Regions from separate parts of the Mus musculus genome. Here region 1 is linked to region 2. The links are chromatin contacts, called in public Micro-C maps. All regions are on one chromosome and are shown on one strand. The core of a region is the stretch at or near the end of the contact, and the rest is flanking DNA. Distances in the headings are between cores, read along the strand shown.

The links. A called contact is a pair of places that touch in the nucleus more often than the background predicts.
Region 1: a Micro-C map of embryonic stem cells shows a contact between it and region 2, with 1.8 times the contacts expected there. The contact joins two enhancer-like sites. A contact is called at or near these places in 4 of 15 datasets of contacts at CTCF or cohesin (CD8 T cells, the G1E-ER4 cell line, the NIH/3T3 cell line and 1 more), 25 of 484 Hi-C or Micro-C datasets (the Ba/F3 cell line, CD4 T cells, the G1E-ER4 cell line and 14 more), 8 of 115 datasets of contacts at active chromatin or transcription factors (differentiating embryonic stem cells, embryonic basal ganglia, embryonic stem cells and 3 more) and 1 of 9 other capture datasets (embryonic stem cells).

Annotation. Positions count from the first base shown.
Region 1 is chr11:57,718,238-57,721,814 of GRCm38.p6, forward strand. It overlaps Galnt10 (polypeptide N-acetylgalactosaminyltransferase 10), which reads left to right. Exons shown (of 12, transcript NM_134189.2): 2 at 3,058-3,160. Among named protein-coding and RNA genes, the nearest start is that of Gm46282, 14 kb to the left of the region's middle. Within about 2 kb of position 1,559, at least 90 of the 459 cell types and tissues checked have an H3K27ac peak or open chromatin away from gene starts, as enhancers often do. A contact at or near this core is called in embryonic stem cells, where this site is marked.
Region 2 is chr11:57,551,769-57,555,726 of GRCm38.p6, forward strand. It overlaps Gm51895 (a long non-coding RNA gene), which reads right to left. Exons shown (of 2, transcript XR_003949677.1): 2 at 3,596-3,891. Among named protein-coding and RNA genes, the nearest start is that of Gm51895, 4.6 kb to the right of the region's middle. Within about 2 kb of position 1,478, at least 24 of the 459 cell types and tissues checked have an H3K27ac peak or open chromatin away from gene starts, as enhancers often do. A contact at or near this core is called in embryonic stem cells, where this site is marked.

The DNA of each region.
Region 1 (3,577 bases), core at 309-2,808, 170 kb after region 2:
GGGCGTTCGTCTGCATGTAGTCAGTGTACCTTGTACTTCCCTAGTGCCTGTGGCATCCAGAAGAGAACATCCAATCCCCTGGAACTAGAATTGCAGATACTTGTGAGCTACTGTGTAGGTTCTGGCAATAAAACCCAAGTCCTTTTGAAAGGCAGCCAATGCTCTCAGCCCCTAAGCCATCTCTCCAGCCGCAGGAAGGGTTCATATTAGTTAGTGGTTTAAGAAGGCTACATACCTTCATGTCAGGGGTGGCATGGTGGGCAGGAACTGAGTATGAGACATTGTCACATTGGGTCCACAGTCAGGAAGCAGAGAGAGACAGTACTCCGTTCATTCTCCTTTTTGTCAGGACTGGGACCCTGGACCACAGGAATGGTACCATCCACACTCAGGGTGGGCTTTGCTCTCTCAGTTAATGCCCTCTCAGACACTCTCAAAGGTGTGTCTCCTGGGTGATGCTAAGTCCAATCAAGTTAACGCTGAGGTTACCCCTCACACTTTGCCTCTCCCAGAATTCCTTGGACACCGTAGGTCTTCAGTAATCCCTTGTTACATGGATGAATGAAAATTACTCCATGTTTGGTCTAAAAATTCATGGAGAATTTCAACCTACAATTGTCCAGCTTCCCTTCTATTGCTGTGAAGAGACACCATGGCCAAGACGACTCTTATAAAAGAGCATTTAATTGAGGGCTTGCTTACAGTATAAGAAGGTGGTGAGCCCATGATCACCATGGTGGCAGACAGACAGCGGTGGCAATGGAGCAACGCAGTAGCTGAGCGCTTTGCATCCTGATCTGCAGGCAGTAGGCAGAGAGACACTGCACCTGGCATGGAGTTTTGAAACCTCAAAGCCCGCCACCAGTGACACACCTCCTCCAACATGGCTCCACTAGTCCACACCTCCAAGATGGCTTCACTCAATGGTGACCAAGCATTCAAACTTGTGAGCCTGTGCGGGTCATTCTCTCGTCACACCACCACACCTTATGTAAAACAACTTTATTCATCTGGCTAAATGAGTTCTACCTGGTCCACCCTGACCGCGTGTGTGTGTGTGTGTGTGTGTGTGTGTGTGTGTGTGTGTGTGTGTGCGCGTGTGTGTGTGTGTGTGTCTGTCTGTCTGTCTGTCTGTCTGTCTGCTGTCCGTCTATGTTATTTTATTCTTGGGTTTTATTGCACACACACACACACAAAGGATATTAGAAGAATTACTTAATGTTTGGCATCGAAGAGTGCATGTGATCCGGAAGCAGAATCACTCCAGCTCCTCTGGAAAGCCTAGAGAATCACCCTAACATCTCCCTAATGCAGCCCGAGTCCGGGCTGAAGCCCACAACCCTTTCCATTTTCTTCCGGGCCAGAGGTTCAAACACTGTTGCTGACGGGCCCAGCCAAGTCTGCAGTCTCAGGACGGAGTGTGTGCTCTGACCAGTCTTTCTTCTCCAGCAGAATGGGGATGGCTTTGTTTCGCCATTCTCTCCTCTCCTCTAAGGGTGCCAGACACACAAAACGGTGATTAAGCAAAGATTAAAATTCCATTTGGATGAGTGAGTGAGTGAGTGAGCGGCTGTTGAGGCCATGATGGATTCCTTTGGAATGCTGACTAAGAGCACGTGGGTCCCAGACACAGTCAGTCTGAACACATCAACATGCGTTTACAGTTTGCTGTCTGAAGGGATTTCCAGTCCATTTGCCAGGTTTTCCAGCTAGCTCACATCCTCAAGGTGTTCCTTCTCTTTGTCTTCATTGCCTGTGGCAAGGGAACGTTCCTGAAGCTGGGGGGGAAGGAAAAGTGTCAGAAGATGATTGCAAACAAAGAAAATGATCTCAGCTTTCAGAGACACACACCCCTGGGTGTGCAGTGTTACGGAGTACCTCTGGGTTGAAGTCTTGGGGTGCTTCTTTATGTAATATTACATGATCAATGTTACTTAAGGGTTGTGTGCCTGGAGCTCAGTGGGTCAAAAACAAGCTGGTTTTGAGTCCCCAGGACTCTGGGCAAGCAGGAGTGTGTCATCCCAGCACCTGACACTCATTTCCGAGGCTCTGCCCTGGTTGTAGCCGGCAGTCAGCCACCTGCGGTTCCAGAGCACAAGGAAAGGGGTTTGAATTGGCATGAAGCCAGGAGGAGGTCAAAGTCTTAGTCCAAAAAGAGAGTAAAATGCCACAATTATGTGTTATATGGACTGCATGTCGAAATGCTAATGTTTTCGAAGAAGGTGGGTTAGGTTCAATGAAATGTATCGGGGCTCCAGAGATGGCTTAGTGGTTAAGAGGGTGCCCTGGTCTTATAGAGGACCTACCTTCAGGACTAGCACCTGTGACTGGCAGCTCCCAACTGCTGGTAACTCCAGCTGCAGGGGCTCCAATGCCCTCTTCTGGCCTCTACAGCAATATCCCTACACACACACACACACACATCAAAATTAAATACATCCTTAAAAAATAAATACGTTACTCAAACTAACATCATGTATTTCTTGATTGTTCCTTTGGAGTGCTGAGGACCGAACCCAGGGCCTCATGAACGCTAAGCAAGCACTCCACCATTGAACTACACCCCTTAGCCTCTGCTTATTTTTATTTTCTTTTGGCCTGTGACATTGTCTCACTGTGTAGGCTATGTTGGCCTAGAGCTGGTGGTCTTCCTGCCTCTACCTCCCGAGTGTTTGGATTACAGGGGCTTACCGCCACGCCTCGTTTTCTTTCTTCAATGTGGAAAGCAGCTTGCTTTGCCTACCAGGGCTGTCTCAGTACCTTCCCGTTGGGCAGCAACACACTGGGCACTTTGTCCTGTGGATGAGTGTGCCCGTCTTTCCTTCCTCTCCTGGGTGGTGAGTTTCCAAGGGGTTGTACTGAGCTTCTGTGTCCCCCCTGGCCTCAGCCCATCTAGCAGGCACATGGCTGGCACTCAGGAAGATGCTGAGGGCTGGACAGGCAATAGTGTTCTCCTTAAGCAGTGTAGCCTCTGGACCATTGTTATTGCCAATATTCCCTTTTTCTTCTTTTTCATAGTTTCTTCTTTGTCTTAATTTTCTTCTTTTATTTCTGAAGGAATTACACAGTCGACAAAAAAAGACATTTTTCTTGGGAGCTGAACAAAGGCTGAAGGACTGGCATAACAAGGAGGCTATCAGGAGGGACGCACAGCGCGTAGGTATGGAGGGCGCGGCCGAGTGTGGGCATCGTGTAAGTGTGCCATGGGTGTATGCGCATGTGCTGAATGTGTTAGAGGTGTCTGGACCCCTTGTTCACTTCCTGCCTGCCACCGTCTTTCCTAATAACCGTACCTACCTTTCACCCATCTGACCTCAGCTGTCAGCACCAGATCCACTGACTTCACATTCGCCCTGCCACCTACATATCAGCACGTGACTGTGTCTCCATCCTAGCAAGTCCCATCCCAAAGGAAGGAGCAATGTTTCAAAACGACAGGGATTGATCTCAAAGCAAGTTCCACCCTCTTCAACCTGATCAGGCCTTTATGGCTGGCTGAATAAGAGGAAATCTGTACCCCAGAGAGATGCTGCCACCTGCCAGTCATCACGCAGGGTGAGAGTAAGGCCAACTTGAG
Region 2 (3,958 bases), core at 228-2,727:
TCATGTTGAATCTAAAGTCATTTATCTCCATTTCCTCGGAGCACTCTATAATCCACCTCCACTTCCATCTAGTGCCTGCAAGCTAGGGAGAGGAAGAGACCCAGGCTACCTGTCCTTCACTATTGCCCCCCTCCCCAACCCTGAGGCAATTAGATTAGCCCCTCCTGAAAACCTTCAAGCACTGAATCCCTGTTGCCTTGTTGCCACTGGACATTAGTCATGATGGGAAATGGTGCCTGTGCCAGCCCTCTAGAGCTCTTCAGAGCTGGAGAGAAGGCATGGTCTGTAAAACACTTGCAGCTCAGGTATGAGGATCTGAGTTCTGTCTAGTAGGACTCGGCCATCTGAGGGATTCTGCCAACATCTTCATGAGATCACTGGTGCCTCCTTGCAAGAACGCACTGCTATCAGGCCTGTGGACTAGGCATTTTCTATAGAAGGAGAGGGTCCCTGGGCCCCCTGTGAGTACCTAGATATTCCTCATGGCTATTTGTGTGCAACCGACCCCATTTTTAAAAGAATCTCCATTTTGTGTAAGAGCAGGGGCTAAATTCTAATTCCAGGAGGAAAATCACACCTATGATGACCACTACCCCCCCCAACCTCCTTAGCAACAGCCAGGCTACAATAGCAGGACCAAGGTACATAGAGATAACCTAAGACATTCTGCAGAGAATAGATAACCTGACTATCCTGGTTGTGAGGTGGTCCTGCCCCCATGTTTATTTACTGCAGATTAGGCCAGAAATGCAGTTTTAAAAATATTAACTTGATTATCTGTACGGAAACTCGCCAAGTTTGCTGTAACCACAATAAAAACCCTGCACCCCTAAACTTGGGGTTCTCATTCTGACCCACTGCGATGGTGAGTGTGTGAGAGACTTTACTCGTGACCTCGTACTAAAAGACCCTTGTGTGTTTGCACCGGAATTGGCTCCTCGGTGGTCTTTGGGGGTCCCTGCTACTTGGGCATGACAGGTGTAGCAGCATGCACTTATAATCGCAGTGCTGGAGATGTGGAGACAGGTGAGTATTTGAAACAATCTGGCCAGCTAGCTTAGCTAAATGGGCAAGGTCTAGGCCAGAGAGAGATGTCTGAAATGGCAAGGGAACTAGCAGAGGGTAGGCAAGGGTAAAGTACTTGACTGGCATTCATGAAGATGTGGCCTCAATCCTCCGAATGGGGATGTAGGGTGTGGAACCCAACCCCCCACCAAAAAACAAAGCCAAGATGGACAGCTCCTGAGGACCACCTGAGGCTGACCTCTGCATCCTCAGGGGTGTGCACAGGGGGGTACAGAGAAGTGAGATGGGCAGGCTGGACCCTCCGTGAGGACAGCAGGGCAGCCCTACGCCCTTCCCACTCTATTGTATGGTTTCTGAGGACTCTGTCCTTCCCCCTCTTAGGTTGGCACAGAGTCCTGAGCCGTCAGCATCATTTTCCACTCTAAACCCTTCTAAGCCCCTCTCCAGCACTCTCTCTCTCTTTATCATGGAAATGAGAAACTGGAAAGGGAAGCGCCTCCTCGCTGATGGCATGCAGCTAGCCCTGGGCCTTTTGTTCCTAGGGCTGATGTCAGGCTGTGGGTTGTGCGACACTGAGCAGTTCACTCCATTCTCATAAGCTGCAATTTCCCCCTGTAAAGTGAGAAAAGAAAACTCAAGTTGTTCCAACTCCCAGCGCACCTCTGTGTGTGTGAGATGGGTTTGTATACATACATGTGCTTGTGTGTATGCATGCACAGGCCAAAGGATGATTTGGGGTGTCGGTCCTCAGGGGCTACTTGTTTTGAGACAAGTCTCTTACTCGGTCCTGGGGCTCACTGACTAGACTGGCTGACCAGCCAACCTCAGGGAGCCCTGTCTTCCCCTCCCCAGCCCTGTGACTACAGGCTTATTGGTCCAGGTGAATTCTGGAGATCAAACACAGGTCTCCATGCTTGTGCTCTGTTAACAACCTAAGCTATCTCCCTAGTCCTCAACCCATCTTTTAACTTCCATTTTACTTCAAGTTCAGAAGCCATTCCCACAGCCCCTGGTGGGACCAGTGAAAATGGCAGCAGCTAGTGAAAACAAAGTTTTGAGATTAGAGTCTGTGTTTCATGTACATGGAACTCAGCTCAGAAGTTTGGGGTTTGGCTATAGGAGAAGGTCTAGTGCTGTCAATCACATTGCTAGGATCTTTATTCATTGTATATGCACTGCATGGTATGAGCACAGCATGGTATGCACACAGCACTATATGTGCACAGCACTGAATGTACACAGCATTGTATGTGCACAGCATCTGGCTTGCTTTGTTTTCTGCACCTACAACTCTTTAGCACATCTGCAGCCTGCCAGTCAAAGCCAGACTGCCAGCTGTTAGTGTGAGCAGACTTTCATTGGAACATAGCCACACCCACTGTGATGGTTTGCATATGTTCCACTCAGGGATTGGCACTATTAGAAGGTGTGGCCCTATTGGAGTTGGTGGGTCACTGTGGGTATGGGCTTTAAGACCCTCATCCTAGCTGCCTGGAAGTCAGTATTCTGCTAGCAGCCTTAAGATGAAAATGTAGAACTCTCAGCTCCTCCTGCACCAAGAAGCCTGGATGCTGCCATGTTCCTGCCTTGATGATAATGGATTGAACCTCTAAACCTGTAAGCCAGCCCCAATGAAATGTTGTCCTAAGAGTTGCCTTGGTCATGGTGTCTGTTCACAGTAATAAAACCAAATAAACTAAGACAGCCACCCTCTTTGTGGTGTATATGACAGCTTTCTTGCTGGTAAGGAAGAACTGAGTAGCTACAACAGAGACTGAAGGAAAGACAAAATGTCTGTTATTTGACCCCTTACATGCAAGGGTTAAAACCAGCTGAGTTCTTCCTGCCTGCAATCCCAACACCCAAGAGCCTGAAGCAGGAGGATTGCTATGAGTTCAAGGTCAGCCGAAGTTAACTAGTAAGGTTCTAATGAAAGACCCACAACGTGAGGACTCCCCCACGTTCTGACTCAGGAGAGGCGACACCCCAAAATCACCAACGAGAAAACGGTCTTGTTGCAAATTGCAAGAGGATTTTTATTTAAGAGCGCTCTCGGGCCCACGGTCATACACCACGCAGGGGTAGAGGACTGTGGCGCCCCGAGTAGCTGGGTAAGGGGGTATTTAAAGGAAGAAACCGAAACTCAAGGAAGTGGGGAGGGCTTTGTTGGAAGATACCAAAGATACCAGTTAAGAGTCACAAGGAAGTGTAAAGTTACAAGAGTCACAAGGAATACCTGGTAATTGTTAACTCTCAAGACAGCTTCTAAGAGCCCCTAACAATAGCACATTTGCATTGCAGGTTCTGGTAATGGCCAGGGTGACTTTCTTTGAATGAGCACTCTTTGAACCCAGGAAGCGGGTGGGTAGAGGAATGTCGCTATCTCTTTTATGATTAGCATACCTTTACAAAGGCCACATTCCCAAGCCTGGGCCTAAAGGCCTAGAATTCTGTTTTTATGTTGTTATACTTTCATTCCCCCCTTCTACTTGTTAGTAGTTCTAATCTTAGAACTAGACACAATTTTTTTTTTGACATACTTGATCCTTTACTTTAGGGCATGGTACTGTTGTCTTAAAACTAAAAGCCACACTGCACTAATTTCTGTTTTAATAAAGGTGACTTGTCTATTTAACACACATGGACCTATAATTAAAAGCAGAAGCAAAATCAAAAGGGGTCCCATAAAGGTAGAAAGTAGGGTCGTCAAGAGTACAAGATAAGGGCCTTTCCACCGGAGTCTCAAGGTTTTCTGCGTGGAGACGTCTAATGTAGCAGGTCTTCTTTTTTTGAGTAGGCCTCCTGGAGCTGCTTTTTCGCTCGCTGTCTCACTCACTGGAGCACCTTGAGCCTAGAGAACAAAGGCTGGGAAAGCAGCATGTCAGCACTATGCACAGAGGCTATTTTTACCAGTGGAGGGGGGCCCCCTGTA